5 separate regions of the Mus musculus genome follow, and regions 1, 2, 4 and 5 are each linked to region 3. The links are chromatin contacts, called in public ChIA-PET, HiChIP or PLAC-seq and Micro-C maps. All regions are on one chromosome and are shown on one strand. The core of a region is the stretch at or near the end of the contact, and the rest is flanking DNA. Distances in the headings are between cores, read along the strand shown. Region 1 holds the start of Aldh1l1 (aldehyde dehydrogenase 1 family, member L1). Region 2 holds the start of Ccdc174 (coiled-coil domain containing 174). Region 3 holds the start of Nup210 (nucleoporin 210). Region 4 holds the start of Slc6a6 (solute carrier family 6 (neurotransmitter transporter, taurine), member 6). Region 5 holds the start of Zxdc (ZXD family zinc finger C).

Evidence for each region. Hi-C and Micro-C count contacts between places; a contact is called where the count stands out from the background. ChIA-PET counts read pairs in DNA pulled down with a chosen protein or histone mark. HiChIP or PLAC-seq counts read pairs in DNA pulled down with a chosen protein or histone mark.
Region 1: an H3K27ac HiChIP or PLAC-seq map of embryonic stem cells shows a contact between it and region 3, with 2.6 times the contacts expected there. The contact joins the promoter of Aldh1l1 here to the promoter of Nup210 in region 3.
Region 2: a contact with region 3 is called in an H3K4me3 HiChIP or PLAC-seq map of bone marrow-derived macrophages, with 2.3 times the contacts expected there. The contact joins the promoter of Ccdc174 here to the promoter of Nup210 in region 3. A contact is called at or near these places in 2 of 115 datasets of contacts at active chromatin or transcription factors (bone marrow-derived macrophages and memory CD8 T cells).
Region 4: a contact with region 3 is called in an RNA polymerase II ChIA-PET map of memory CD8 T cells, with 22 read pairs. The contact joins the promoter of Slc6a6 here to the promoter of Nup210 in region 3. A contact is called at or near these places in 1 of 39 promoter capture datasets (neural stem cells), 6 of 484 Hi-C or Micro-C datasets (CD4 T cells, LSK cells, double positive thymocytes and 3 more) and 3 of 115 datasets of contacts at active chromatin or transcription factors (bone marrow-derived dendritic cells, memory CD8 T cells and thymic regulatory T cells).
Region 5: a contact with region 3 is called in a Micro-C map of embryonic stem cells, with 4 times the contacts expected there. The contact joins the promoter of Zxdc here to the promoter of Nup210 in region 3. A contact is called at or near these places in 3 of 484 Hi-C or Micro-C datasets (CD4 T cells and embryonic stem cells) and 1 of 9 other capture datasets (macrophages).

Annotation. Positions count from the first base shown.
Region 1 is chr6:90,549,523-90,552,222 of GRCm38.p6, reverse strand. It overlaps Aldh1l1 (aldehyde dehydrogenase 1 family, member L1), which reads right to left and starts at 1,430. Exons shown (of 23, transcript NM_027406.2): 1 at 1,253-1,430.
Region 2 is chr6:91,876,729-91,879,428 of GRCm38.p6, reverse strand. Ccdc174 (coiled-coil domain containing 174) reads right to left here and starts at 1,376. Exons shown (of 11, transcript NM_172730.2): 1 at 1,243-1,376. The coding sequence starts at 1,284.
Region 3 is chr6:91,115,378-91,118,077 of GRCm38.p6, reverse strand. It overlaps Nup210 (nucleoporin 210), which reads left to right and starts at 1,252. Exons shown (of 40, transcript NM_018815.2): 1 at 1,252-1,460. The coding sequence starts at 1,294. It overlaps Gm30364 (a long non-coding RNA gene), which reads right to left and starts at 857. Exons shown (of 4, transcript XR_003956467.1): 1 at 1-857.
Region 4 is chr6:91,682,815-91,685,514 of GRCm38.p6, reverse strand. It overlaps Slc6a6 (solute carrier family 6 (neurotransmitter transporter, taurine), member 6), which reads right to left and starts at 1,448. Exons shown (of 15, transcript NM_009320.4): 1 at 1,207-1,448.
Region 5 is chr6:90,368,176-90,370,875 of GRCm38.p6, reverse strand. Zxdc (ZXD family zinc finger C) reads right to left here and starts at 1,382. Exons shown (of 10, transcript NM_173002.3): 1 at 308-1,382. The coding sequence starts at 1,217.

The DNA.
Region 1 (2,700 bases), core at 181-2,680, 570 kb after region 3:
ATGGTGTGTGTGTGTGTGCTCTATGTATTTGTTGCCTTCTTTCAAGGGGGATTCAGTGCATAGCCCAGGCTGCCCTGGACATTTCCATCCTCCCACCTCAGCCCCTTGAGTGCTGAGATTTCAGCTCTGTGCTCCCTCACCTGCCTCCCTTCCCTCTGAACATCTGTTATTTATAGAAAGAGTAAGGGAGAAAAACACAAGCAAACAAAACAACAAAAACCCCACTTCTGGCTTCAGTCAGGATGGCTGCAGATCAGCCGTTATCACAGCTCAGGGACAAGAAGGAACATGGAGTGAGGACTGTCACATAAAGCTGGCCTTTGGCCACACAGATAGCAAATGAGGGTCTGGAGGGTCTACTGAGCCCCAGGCTATAGGGTGCAGACTCCCACCCCTGTCTTCTTGTCATGGGACACCCCCAGGGGCTGCTGAAGCCTTGGGCCTTCAGGGACTCAGAGGGCTCCTGTTCCGCAGGTCCCTTCTTCTAGCCCCTGGGTCAGGACAGCAGAACAGTGGCAGGAGCCCTCCCTCTATAGCCTGCTGCAGTCCCATGCTGGGAGCAGACCTAGTGGTAGTCAGAGTTCACCCCATGGCCAGACATTCTGCAAGGAACCCCCTCCTATAACTGCTCAAGGCTGACCCTCTCCTATGATAGCCTCTTTGCCCTGGCTCCAGGTGGGGGGTGGATAAGTCCCTCAGGGAGTCAAGATCAGACACTTCCATGATCCTGGGTGTGGCTACAGGGAACAATAGAGCAACCCAGCTCTCAAGCCTGCAAGGCCTTAGTGAACTTCACCTTCCCTGTGTCTCAAATGCCTCTGTAAAATATGTCCCTGCTGTCTCCTGGGCACAGAGAACTTATATGGACAGAGGACAGTGCCAACACTCACCACCAGCTGCCTAGGACCAGAATTCTCCAGGAACCTCAGGAGAGGTGTACTGTTAAGACACCACACCTCCACATTTTACAGACCAGAAGCCAAGATTCAGCTGTGCTCAAGAAAACTCCTAGGACATGAGCCTGGGGTGGTGGTGCACGCCTTTAATCCCAACTCTCCGGAGACCCAGGCTGGTCTACAAAGCTTGTTCCAGGATAGTCGAAGCTACTCAGGGAAAACCTCCCTCAAGGTGGGAAAAAAAGGGCAGGAACTGTAGTTCCCAGGGCAGGAGCTGAGGATCCAAGGTTCAGCGGCTGCCTGTAGTGGAGAGGATCTGGGTGCCTCTCTCAAAAACAAAAGAAAAAGAAACTTACCCAAGGTCAAAGACGGGAAGTAGGGAAAACAGGGTCACCGGCCCAGGGCTCTGGGCTAGCAACCCAGAAGTACCTGCTAGCTGCGAGCGTCAGTCAGCTGTCAGCAGTCAGCACAGGGGCAGCAAGCTCCCAGAAGGGCGCACAAGCTCGGGTCTTGTGCAGAGAGGGTTAGGGTCAGTGCTCCTCCTCCAGGCAGAGAAGAGGCGGGCTCTAGGGCCCGCCCAGCCTAGATCTCTCCAATCATAGGAGGCCCTCCGGCCAGGCCCCCAGATATGACCAATCAGGAGATCTTTCCCTAGTCCCTAGAATGGGGTGAGGGATTTGGGAAGTGGACTGGCAGAACCAAGCTCAGGTCATCCGTCCATTTGCGGGGACCTTGCTCCCCAGAGGGCTCCGGCTTTCCCTTCTGCAAAATGGGCCACCATCGTCTATAAAAAGCACCGTGCAGCGACAGGCACGTCCTCAAAAGGCTGGGTTGGAGACCTCCCCGCCTCCCCGCACCCCCAATTCCGGGTAGAGTTCATTGCCTAGCATGCCCGGAACCTAACTGGTCGCCCAGGGCCCAGAGCCAGCCGCTGATTCACCAGACCAGACCTCGATGGGACTTCAGTGAGCCTCAGTCCCGAGACTGGAGGTGGGCATAGACCCATGAGTGAGGAGGCAAGGAGGCAGGAAGCAGGAGGCGGGTCTAATCTGCTGAAGGTGGGACCTATGGAAAGTGCAGCTGGGAAGGGAAGGGCAAGCCCTAGCTGGCCTAGTCCCGGCCTTCAGGCTTTATGCTATTTGGGTCATTTCCTTCACCCAAGCGTGATAAGCAAGGAGCACAATGCTGGTGACTGAGACATGCAAGGTCACCCATCTGCTGTGGACCTGGGGTTGTGTCCTGGTGGGCCTGAGGTTCTGAATCCCATGCCCTTCCCACCTCTTCACGGCCTCTGGTTTTCTTCTCAGAAGTTCTCCTCTGGCCCTTCCACCTTGTCACAGACCCCCTCCCTGGGCAGAGTCATTGTCCTACTTGAGAAAAGTCAGAGACAATACAGGGTCCAGTGACATGCCCATCACTTCCTGACCAAAGCTCTGTCCTGCAGGCTCCCTCCCAAGGATTCTCCCCTGCAGCTACTCCATTAACCACCCTGCCTCTCAAACCACCGCTGAGACTCCTTACTCAAGCTCTTCGCCCCTCTTCAGTACACCAGGCTGGCTCTAACCACATCCTTTGCACTGGCTCTGCCTCAAGCAGACCCTTGGATTGTGATAGCAGGCACCTCTGTCTCTTACCAGCCAGACAAAGTCTGGCTCTGGGTTGCTCAGCCCAAACATATTGTACCCTCCACACAACCTAAGGAGCCTCTTGGGCTCTTCTGTGCCCCTCCACTCTCAGTTACTGCCAATAGAGAACTAACCATGCCCTCAGTGCCCCTGTCCTCTGTGCATCTGCTCTCCTACCA
Region 2 (2,700 bases), core at 127-2,626, 760 kb before region 3:
TAACAATGTAAAGGAGTTTCATTCCAGGACCCAATATTTAAAATTCTGAAGAAGAAGGAGGAGGAGGAGGAGGAGGAGGAGGAGGAAGAGGAGGATTTTAACTTTGTAAATGTATCAATTACCTAGCTATATATCTTTCTATTCTACAACTACATCTGAATCACAAAATGACCAATCAATTCCGGGACTTCGTTTGTGTTATAATTATTAAAAACATTATCCTCCAGACAAGTTAACTTTGGTTTGGTTTTTAAAGACAGGGTCTCACTGTGTAGCTCTGGCTATACTGGAACTATGTAGCTCAGGCTGGCCTCTGACTTACAGTGGCCTCTGTCCACTTGTCTCTGACACTTATGTGCTAAAGTTAAGCGCATGCGCATATACTTCCTGATTAATTCAGTTTGCAAGCACTGAATCCAAGCAAACATGATTACTAAGACCAATTTTTCTATATTAAAAAACAAATTCCAACAAAAAATTTGATACATTAGATGTTTTGAACAATCAGAAAAGGCACCATTTTGCAGTCAATCAAACTGAGCCTGGCTTCTCACACAACAAATCTGTGTGTACATTGAGGAAAACGGGATTCACCTTTGGGTGTCAACTTCATTATCCATTAAGAGTGACAATTAATACCACCTACACTCAAAAGCACTTCTGAGGACTCGATGGCAGCACACATATGAAGCACGGACACAAAATGTGTACAGTGTTTACAAGTTTTCTGCTGAGAGTGGTTAAGTTAGCAAAACTCCTTACATCCTGTCAGACCTTACTGGCCCGGGTACCCCATCCCACAAGGCACTAGCTAACTTGTCTGGATCCTGCTGGGGGGGACCCTGGGAGCCCTGGGAAGACAAATCATATCCCAGTGCTCGAGAAGGGCTTTGGACTAGTGGAGAACCCAGGAAGGGCTCGTCCTCCAAGTCCCTGCGGACAGAGAGCCGGCTGTGGCGGCGGCTGACCCGCAGGATGCGCCCTGAGATCCCTGGGAGGATGGCGTCCGAGACCCGCCTGGGTTCGAGGGGAACGGAGCCCAGGCGCCTGGCGGAGCCGAGTTCAGGATCCTGTGAGTAAGGAAGCTGAGGAGGGTCTCTGCGGGGAAAGGGTCGGTCAGGATCCTTGTCAGATGGGCAGTCCAGGCCCCTGACTTGCGTGGGACAACAACTAGGTCACCATTCTCGACTGAGACAGGCGGAGGGAACGCGGAGCACGGAGCTAAGCCACACTTGTACTCACCGAGGAGGCTGTAACGTCCAAAGGCTTTTTCTTTCGGTCCATCGTCCCGCCAAGGCGTCCAGTCCCAAGACGCAGCCTCCCTGTGGCCTCAGTCAGACCCTACGAGTCCGCCACCCCCACCCGGCAGCAGAACCGGAAGTGTCTTTGATAGGGACGCTGAGTTTGCGTCATTTTGCGACTTGGATTTACGACCTCGGCGCCATCTTGAAAGCGTCAGTATGAGGTCCCTAGTCGCTACGTCGTCATTTTGAGAAGGTCAGAGGGTTGGAATTGATCGCAATTGGCCATCTTGAAGAGAGCAGAAAGTGAGGTGAAAATGACTAGTATTGTCGCCGTCTAGAGAAGGAAGGAAGATAGCTTTCATTGCAACACACACTATATTGACTGGAGAGTCTTAGATGATGGAAAAGAATAGCAGCGTATGAAGAGAGCTAAGTAAACTCCTGTCTCCAACATGAAAACAAAAGGAATTTAATGAAACTGGTAGTGGTGGGAATTATTGTTTAAGAATGGGCTATGAGAAACACTCGTTTTATGTTGGTTTTTTTTTTTTGGTGTTTTGTGATTTGTTTTGTTGGTTTTGTTTGTTGTTTTGCTTTTTAGGCTTTTTTTTTTTTTTTTTTTGAGATGGGGTCTTACTGTACAGCCACCTGGCCTCAAACTCTCTATGTAGACTTGGCTAGCCTCAAATTTGCAACAGCCCTCCTGCCTCTGCCCCCTAAATGCTAGGATTACATGTGTGAGCCACTATGCCCAACAGAATATTTGAATTTTAACTATTCATTCATACATTCATTTGGGGGTCACTGGGTACTCCTGGCTGCCTGGAACTTGCTTTGTAGACCATGCTAGCCTTGTACTCAAAGATACCTGCTTACCTCTTCCTCCCTTATGCTGGGATTGAAGCTGTGTGCCACCACAACCAGCCCCCAGAATACTCTAATTTTGAAATTACTATTTGAATTGCTAAAGAATTAAAAGAATTTTGACCTGGGATTTAGGACAAAATTTCCAACAATTTCTGAAATGGCCCTAAACATGAATTTGCTGTATCTTTGCAAAGCAGTGTTCTCCACATTGATGATGATAAAGTCAAAACAATCAACTCTGAAAAGCACTGAAGATGCTCTGTGACCTACAGTATCAAATGTTTAGCCAATATTTAATTCCTTTTGTTGAAACAAGCACATTCATGTCATTAGGATACAAATTGTTTTTCATCTTTAATAAATGGTGAATATATATATATATATATATATATATATATATACATATACATATGTGTGTGTGTGTGTGTGCGCCAAATTGTTTTAAAGTAATTTTTAAAGTATCCATATATACCTCAAGTCATGAAAATAATACTGGGTAAAAAGAAGTTGTAAGTGAAATAATTTTAAGATATCCTCCCCCCCCCCCGCCCCCTGCAGTTGGGAGGCAGATGCAGGCGAATTTCTGAGT
Region 3 (2,700 bases), core at 3-2,502:
AGACACCCTGGAGGAGCGTTGCTTTTCTTTTATTTCCTGGAAGAGGATGGTGGAACTTTCCCTCCTCCTGTAGCACGTGGTACCCAGCCTGGAAGACTTGTCCTCTTCTGGGTAGCTCCTCTCACCCCCATTCCTGGTCCAGGGTCCTTAGGGCCTGAGGGTGCCCTCCAAATGTCCCTCCTTGTATCCAAATGTCCCAAGGCAAAAGCGAGTTAGGAAGGAAAGGGTTTATTCGGCTTCCTTATCCCAGCCACACTGGATCATTGAGGGAAGCCAGGCACTCAACCAGGGCAGGACCTGAAGCCAGCGCCACGGAGGAAGACAACTTACTGGCTTGTTCCGTATGGTTTGCTCAGCTTGCTCTCTTAACACTTCAGAACCTCCTTTACAGAGGTGGCACAGCCCACAGTGATCTGGGCCCTCCCTCATCAATCATCAGTTAAGAAAATGCTCCATAAACAGGTCTACAGGCCAATCTGATGGGGGTATTTTCCCAATTAAGGCTGCTCTCCCCAGAAGACACTAGTTGGTGTCAAACTGACAAACAAAAACTACATAGACTAGGAATGGTGGCCTCTCAGAAACCCAGCGAGACCTTAGTATCCATTCCAGAGAGTTTCTCCTCCAGGAGGCTTCCCCAGCCGGCCTGAAATTCAGCTTCAAGTCTTTGTTTATGCATGACATCAGCCTGTCACTTTTCTTCCAGATCCCGCTGGTCGATCCAGGTCCTAGTGCAGCTGAAGTCAGGTTGCACCGTCTACTTTCAGGGACGTGTTGTTCCCTCACTAACCTTTCGGATATTTCCCTTGGAGCATCCATGGGGCTGTTTAACAGGAAGTTCCCAGTGTTGTCCTGCTGATGGATTGATCCCGGAATATCTCAAGACCTTCTTGGCCCCTGGGGAAGTGTGGCTTTGGAAAGGGGGCGGGGGGGGGGGTGTTAATCAGTGAGCGCTCCACACTGTCCTAGGGCGCCTGTCTTAGTGCTATGTCCTGGCTCCACCGCCAGAGGCTCCAGACAAGGCGGAATGAACAAGAGCGAGCCTGCTGGAAGGCTGCCACCAGAGACGGGCGCGCGGCAGAGGCCTTAGGCCACGCGCTACGGGCTCCGGGGCTGAAAAAGCTCGCAGGATTCGGCGCGCTCTAGGGGCTCAGCACCAGGCGCGTGCTCTCCGCTTTCCCGCCGGTCCCGCCCATCACTGCGCTCGCCCCGCCCCACGCGGCCACCTGCTACCCAGCGCGCGCCGGTGGAGGGCGCGGGAGCGCGCGCCCGGGCGCTAGCGAGGCCGGGAGGATGGCGCGGGCCTCACTAGTGCAGCCGGCGCTCTGGGCGCTGCTGTTGCTGCAGGTAGTGGGTCCCGCCGCGGCCGCCAAGCTTAACATTCCCAAGGTGCTGCTGCCCTTCACGCGGGCCACGCGCGTGAACTTCACTCTGGAAGCTTCTGAGGGCTGCTACCGCTGGTGAGGCGCGCGGGCCCGGCGGGAGGCGGCAGGTGCGCGCGGGAGGGGGCTTGGGCCGCAGGTGCGTGGCGTGCTCGCTCCAGCCGGCCCCGCGTGACCCCGCGGCGCGCGCGCTCTCTCTCTGCGCATGGCGCCTGGGCCACTCGCGTCTGGGCTGCGCGGGAAGAGGAGGCTGTGATCGCGGGCCATGGAGGGCAGCGCCGCACGTGGCCTCGGTCCCCAGCTGTCAGGGCCCTGAGGAGCTCCAGCTTGAGCAGCCACGCTCTGGAGTCTGTGGGAGACGGGGGAGGTGGGACTCACCCCTGGCGCCTGACTGGTGTGAGAAGAGTGTCTGTAGAGACCTGGGCAAGGAGTCTGTGGGAGACACACCACACCCGTTAAGCCACTTAGGGAGAGTCATTAAATCTTGGATGAAAGGACCATTTTCCAGCTCAGAAGTGGGAGGCAAAGGAATTAGATGCTGGTGGAGTAGGGTCTGCCTTGATGACCTGGCTTCCAGCAGGGTGTTGCGGTCCAGCCTTTGGCTAGGCAGATGAAGGGAGAACTTCTCGTTGCTGGGTGCAGGCTGAGTAGGGTGTGATCAGGTCACACCCTTGACCCACACCCTCACTAGTGCGACATAGTCCCTTCCTTCTCTCAGGCTACATTTTGCTGCCAGCCTCCTTAAGAATGTGTTTAGGTCATTGGTTCTCAACCTGTGGGTTAAAACCCAGTTTGGGGCCTCCTGTCAGATATTCACATTATGATTCCAACAGTAGCAACATTACAGTTATGAAGTAACAACAAAATAATTTTATGGTTTTAGTACAGTTCAACAACAGAGGAATTGTAGTAAAGGCTTACAGCATTAGGAAGGTTGAGAACCACTGATCTAGGCTAAGGCTTAACTAGCTAGGTGTGTGTGTGTTAATGTTCTATATGATGCCCAGAGCTCAGAGCCACATTCTGCTATATGTAGTTCTCAAATTTAATTTGTTTTAAAAGTCTGCCTCATAGGGGGTGGCACTGTACCTCTATAATTACTTCACTAGGGAGGCTGAGGCAGTAGTGCCGCTTTGAGGTCAGTCTGGAGTGTCTTTAGGTTGGCCTCTGGAGTATGAAGAGGCAGAGTCTTTCCATTGCAGTTTGGAGTAAATGCTTTACCCAAGGGGAAGTGTTTATTCTTCTCTGGGGCTTTGTTTTGAGTGAGGAGGTCAGCTGTTAATACTCTGGAGGGATACATGCTCACTCCATTGTTGAA
Region 4 (2,700 bases), core at 199-2,698, 570 kb before region 3:
GACATTTATTTGAAAGCTAGCTGTGCCAAATCGGAGGCCAATTTACTGACATCCAATTGGAGCCACGTGCTACCAATCCGCAGTCCGAGGACCCTCCGGGTCAAGCGCCTGGCCAGTCTTTGAGATGATTTATTTCCCCAGGCAGGAAATGGGGGCCCAGGCTGTCTCCCAAGCCTTTGGGGCTGGTCCTAGGGAAGGCAGGGATCTGGCAGAGGCCAGGCAGTGACCAAAATAGCCAGGTCGGTGGCCCTGCTGAGCACACGCCTCCCTTGCCGCCAGGCTACAGCCTAGGTTGAGGCTTTGGGACTGTAGGATCTGTTCCTGAGACTGGTTCCTTGTGTGGCTTCCCCAGTGGGAGCAGACCAGAACCTCCCACCCAAAAGAGGAACCCATAAAGTGAAGGGGAGCAGTCTAGAGGAAGATGTGTTCAGCTGGTGCTACCCATTGCCCCTGGCTGTCGTTTCGGGCCTCAGCCCTGCTACTCAAGCCTGGGAGCGACTGTCACACCTGCGTGCCACACCCAGGCAGCACCTGGAGCCATACCGCCCTTTTACCTCTCCTAAATACTACGAAGAACCAAAGATGTCCATTGGGCCCACTGGGCACAAGGGATGGCCTCTCGGGTACAGCTAGAAGACACTAGACTTGCCCCCAACCACAGATCCAGGGATCCAGGCACATTCGGGCACACACACGTGCACACGGCCAGGGTTCCGGAGACACAGCCACACGTACAGGTTCACATAGGCAAGATGTGTGTGTGTGTGTGTGTGTGTGTGTGTGTGTGTGTATCAGAAGACAGAGCCACACGGCCACACTACACTCAGGTAAGGCAGCCCCGGACATAGCCCTGGTCATATCACACACCCCGGGGCGCACATGTACACGGCTGCCTAGGGTGGAGAAACAGCCACTCTCAGAAACAGAGACATCCAGGGACAAGGAGGCACCCCGTGGGACACACACACACACACACACACACACACACACACACACACACCTGCCGCCGCACCAGCAGCCCCAGCCCCTTCGCCAGGGAAACAATAACTCCCTCTCCAGCAGAGCTGAACAGGAGACCCTCAGTCCCTCCCTCAGGGGTGAAGGGGATGAAAGAGCGCGGGGAGGCCAGACCCGCAGGGACCCGGTGAGGTGGCGGAGCGCGGCCCGGGGAGGGGGCTGCAGTCGCGGCCCACACGCCCTGGGTACCTGGGTGGCTAAGCCCACAGCGGATGGCCCGGGGCTGGCGAGGCTGGCGGGACTGGCGGCGATCGCGGCGTTGGCGGCTGGGCACGGGAGCTCGGCAGCAACCAGGTCCCGGAGCACGACGCTGGCGGCGGCGCGGAGGAAGCGGTAATTTATAAGCGGCTTCTCCCTGACCTCGCGTGTCTGTTGTCTGAACAGGCAGCTCTCCGCATCACCCATCCTGCTGGGTGGAAAAATACCAGCTTGGCCGGGCCTGGGCGGGGCCTAGGGAGGGGCCTGGTCTGTCGGCCACGCCCACACACGGGGCGCGCGCGCGCGCGCGCACACACACACACACACACACACACACACACACACACGCACGCACGCGCGCACGAGCTCGGACACACAAAGAGCCGGAGCTCGCCTCGTCGAGCGCGCGCACCCATCCTCATGCTCCATCCAAACGCTGGTGGCTAATGGCACTGCTCAGGCCTCTCATGCAGGCGATGAGGAGTTAGAGACCCAGACCCCTGGCTCATCTCCTGTCCTGATATTACCACACCACAACGCTCTCTAACACACCCACCTAGGTCTGTGGACGAGGCCTGTGGCTGCCGCAGCAGCTAGATCCCTACCAGAATCTGCTCCTCCCCCATTGCCCCGAGTCCTCTCAGGGCCAGTGTGCAGCTCTGCAAGCCTGGCTGAGCTGCCGTGGAAGTGATAATGGAGGCCAAGTCCCCCACCCCCACCCCCACCCCCACCCCTGGCCCACATGAGGCTGTGTTTTCGAAGCGCCCCGACTTCGTCGTGGCTGTGTGACATCAGGCAAGTTCCCCAGACCTTCTGTGTCTTAGTTTCCTCATCTGTAAAACGGAAATAAAAATAGTGGAACTCATCACTTCTGGCTGCTGGGAGGGTCCAAGGTTAACAGTGTAAAGAGTCTGAACAGGACACCAGGCACCTAGGAAGTGCCAAACGAGTGTCAGCAAATGTGACTATTTTTAAATGGAGATGGGGAGTGTGCCATTATTCTTGTCCTTATTTGAATGAGCATGTCCTCCATCTGATTGTACACACCCACAGCCTGGCTGAGCCTGAGGTGGCGCTGTGTGACCTTCAGTAAGGCCTTCCCCCTCTCTGCTTGCCCACTTCCTTTTCTTTCTTCTCCACTCTCTCTGCACATAAGTGTCAATTATGTAGCATGGCTATCCTGTCTCTTAAACTGGGAATGGTAGCCCCAGACCTGACCAGCCTGAATCCATTGTCCTAGGCTGGCATAAGACACCAAGAAGCAAAATAAGGTGGTGGTGTGACTCAAGCCTTTAATCCCAGCGCTGGGAGGCAGAGACAGGCAGATCTCTGAGTTCAAGGCCAATCTGGTTTACAGAGTGAGTTCCACTAAGGCTGCACAGAGAAAACCCGTCTTAAAAAAAAAAAATCCAGACTCACATTTCATTACCCACAGCACAAAGGGCTGAGACCAGGGGGTAGGTCAGAGAGTAGGAAAGTGGCTGT
Region 5 (2,700 bases), core at 133-2,632, 750 kb after region 3:
TGACTCAACTCTGAGAAGAGGTCACTTCCAATGTAAGCATCTTAACAAAGGTTTGTACCCTCCCCACGGATAGCTGCGATTGTGCATGCCACTTGGCTGTAGGAACCCAGAGCTTCATATCTAAGTACCTGAAAGGGACTTCAAAACAAACACGGGAGTGTTTTTGCCTTATTCTCATTTAGATCAGGGCGCGTAACGCCTCCACCCCGACCTCCGCAAACCCTGCCCAAACAAGCGACAGTTTGGCCCTTGGGTCCAGACCCCGCCGGGTCCCGCCCGCCCCGGCAGGTCCGCGTCTCCAGCTTACCGGGGAAATCACACTTGTAAGGCCGCTCGGGCTCGAAGTGGCTGCGCTGGTGGGAGTTGAGCTTGGCGTGTGTGGGGAAGCGCTCGGCGCACACCTCGCACTTGAACAAGCTCTCCTGCTCGTGGCCCTTCATGTGCGCCTTGAGGTTGTAGACGGTGGTGAACTTCTTGCCGCAGCCGCCCACCGGGCAGCTAAAGGGACGCAGCTTGTCATGCGACTGCAGGTGCCGTTTGAGCTTGTAGGAGGTGGTGAAGGCCCAGCCGCAGCCATCCAGCGGGCACTTGAAGGGCCGCCGGCCCTGGAGGCTGCCGTGCGTCAGCAGGTGCACCTTCAACTGGTGCTTCTTGGCGAAGCTCAGCGCGCACTGCGGCTCCGGACAGCGGTAGGCCGGGGAGCCAGCGCTAGCGGCCACCGGCCCGCGGCGGGACGCAGCAGCGCTCGAGGGCTCCAGGCCCGGGGTGGTCGCGGGATGCAGGCTCGGGGCGGCTGGCGCGGGCGCCGCAGCCAGCGTGAAGACGCCGCGGTCGAAGCGCACCAGGAGGTCCTGGTTGTGGATGGTGACCGTGCCTGCCAGAGCTGCGCCGGGGGCGGCGGCCGGGACCTGTTCCGTGGGGCTCGCGCCCGAATCGGGCTCGGCCTCCTCCTGACCATGGGTGTCGGCCGCGCGCGGCACTTCCAGCAGTACCACGAAGGAGTCGCCGCCGTCCTCCGGGGGCGGCGGGCTGGGCCCCGGGGCCTCCTCTGGACGCGGCCCGGGCCCGCCATCTTCCGGGCCCCTCAGCAGCAGCAGGCGACGGCGCCCGGGACCGGCACCGAGGGACGGCCCCGCGCCGCGGCGAAGTCGGCTCGGGCCACCGCCATGTTGGTCTCCGCGCGTGGCCGGGGCGGCCAGCACCGCCGGGAGGTCCATCTTAGGCCCAGCTGAGGCGTCCGAACCGCAGCCACCGGAGAAGAGCTGCCCAGCCCTGCCAGGCATGCGCGCGACACCTAGGGTCCGCCCCCCGGGAGCCTCTGTCAAAGCTGAGCTTAGACTACAGCCCAGAGTCGCATCTCGAGCTGCGCGTGCGCAGGAGCCGTGGGCGTGGGCGTGGCGCGCGAGGGCTGTCGGGACTGTAGTCACGAGGAAGCCCAGGGGCTGGAGCAGGGGCGGAGCCTCCAACTTGTCTTGTGCTTGGAGTCCCAACTTGGAAAAAGAGGGTCTTCAGATTTGGGCTCCTACTTTTGCATCTGGGTAGCGCAAAGGAATGAAAACTGATTGCGTTTCTTAAGAGTTCCTGTGCCCTCTGTACTTTGAAAATACGAGCTAATTCAACCTGTGATTGCCAAGTGTAAGGAAACAAGTCAAGTTTACCTGTGGCCACATGATCCAGAACTGACACTCAGGCTTTGAACCTCTCCACTTTGCTTGTCATCTCTCTATGACCTCGCCGAAGAGCGCGTCTATCTGCTGCTACTGTGCCACCGACCTGATTTGCCCTGTAGCAGGTCCTGATGGGATCCCTACCTAAACCACTAAAGACATTCCGTGTTTCCTTGATATATGTCTGCCTTCTAAGTTGCTGGTTGTTCCCTGAATTCCACAATCCCCCTTGTCTCATACGGATTCATCTGGAATCACACCACTCCTGTCATCACCACTCAAATTCAAACTTATTTCACTCCTAGGTTCTCAAATAGCTAAGGAACCTGTCTTCCGCTCCACCTTTACCCAACTGTCTCCCCGCCCCCACCCATTCCAGTCCTTTCTGCCTCCAGCCTGTTTTCTGTAGGTCAGGCTTTAGTCTTCTGAAAGTTCAAATACTATTAAAACTTTGCCAACCTGCCATTTGCACCTACACTGGTTTACCCCCATTTCCCACCAATTTGCCCCTTAAAATGCAAGGGTATCTCCCTCCCCCTGTGTCTCCCTGAAGAGGGATGGAAATATGTCTACACAAAAACTACTTGCATGCTTATAGTAATCTTTGTTACAACAACTCGCCAGGGGAAACAATGCAAGTGTTCATTGTCAGATGAATATATATTCATACAGTGGAATATTTTTGAGCAATTACAGAGTTTTGCAAGTTATGTCATGACCAAACCTATGAAAAATATTTCAGCCACAAAAGAGAATGTGCTATAATGCCATTTATATGAAATGTCTAGAAGAGCTAAGTTATACAGACAGTAGATTAGTGGGAGATGGGGAATTAGGGCTAGCCTCTAATAGGGATGGGTTCTCCAAGGAGCAAAAGTTTTTGGCATTAAAAGTGTTGATTGAACAGCACATCTGATATACAAAAGCTACTGACAACAAATGACAGCAATGACACGTCTGTATGCTTCTATTAAAAATACATTTAAAAAATGAGCACAGAAATAGCACATCTGTTTGTGAAAAACCTTACCTG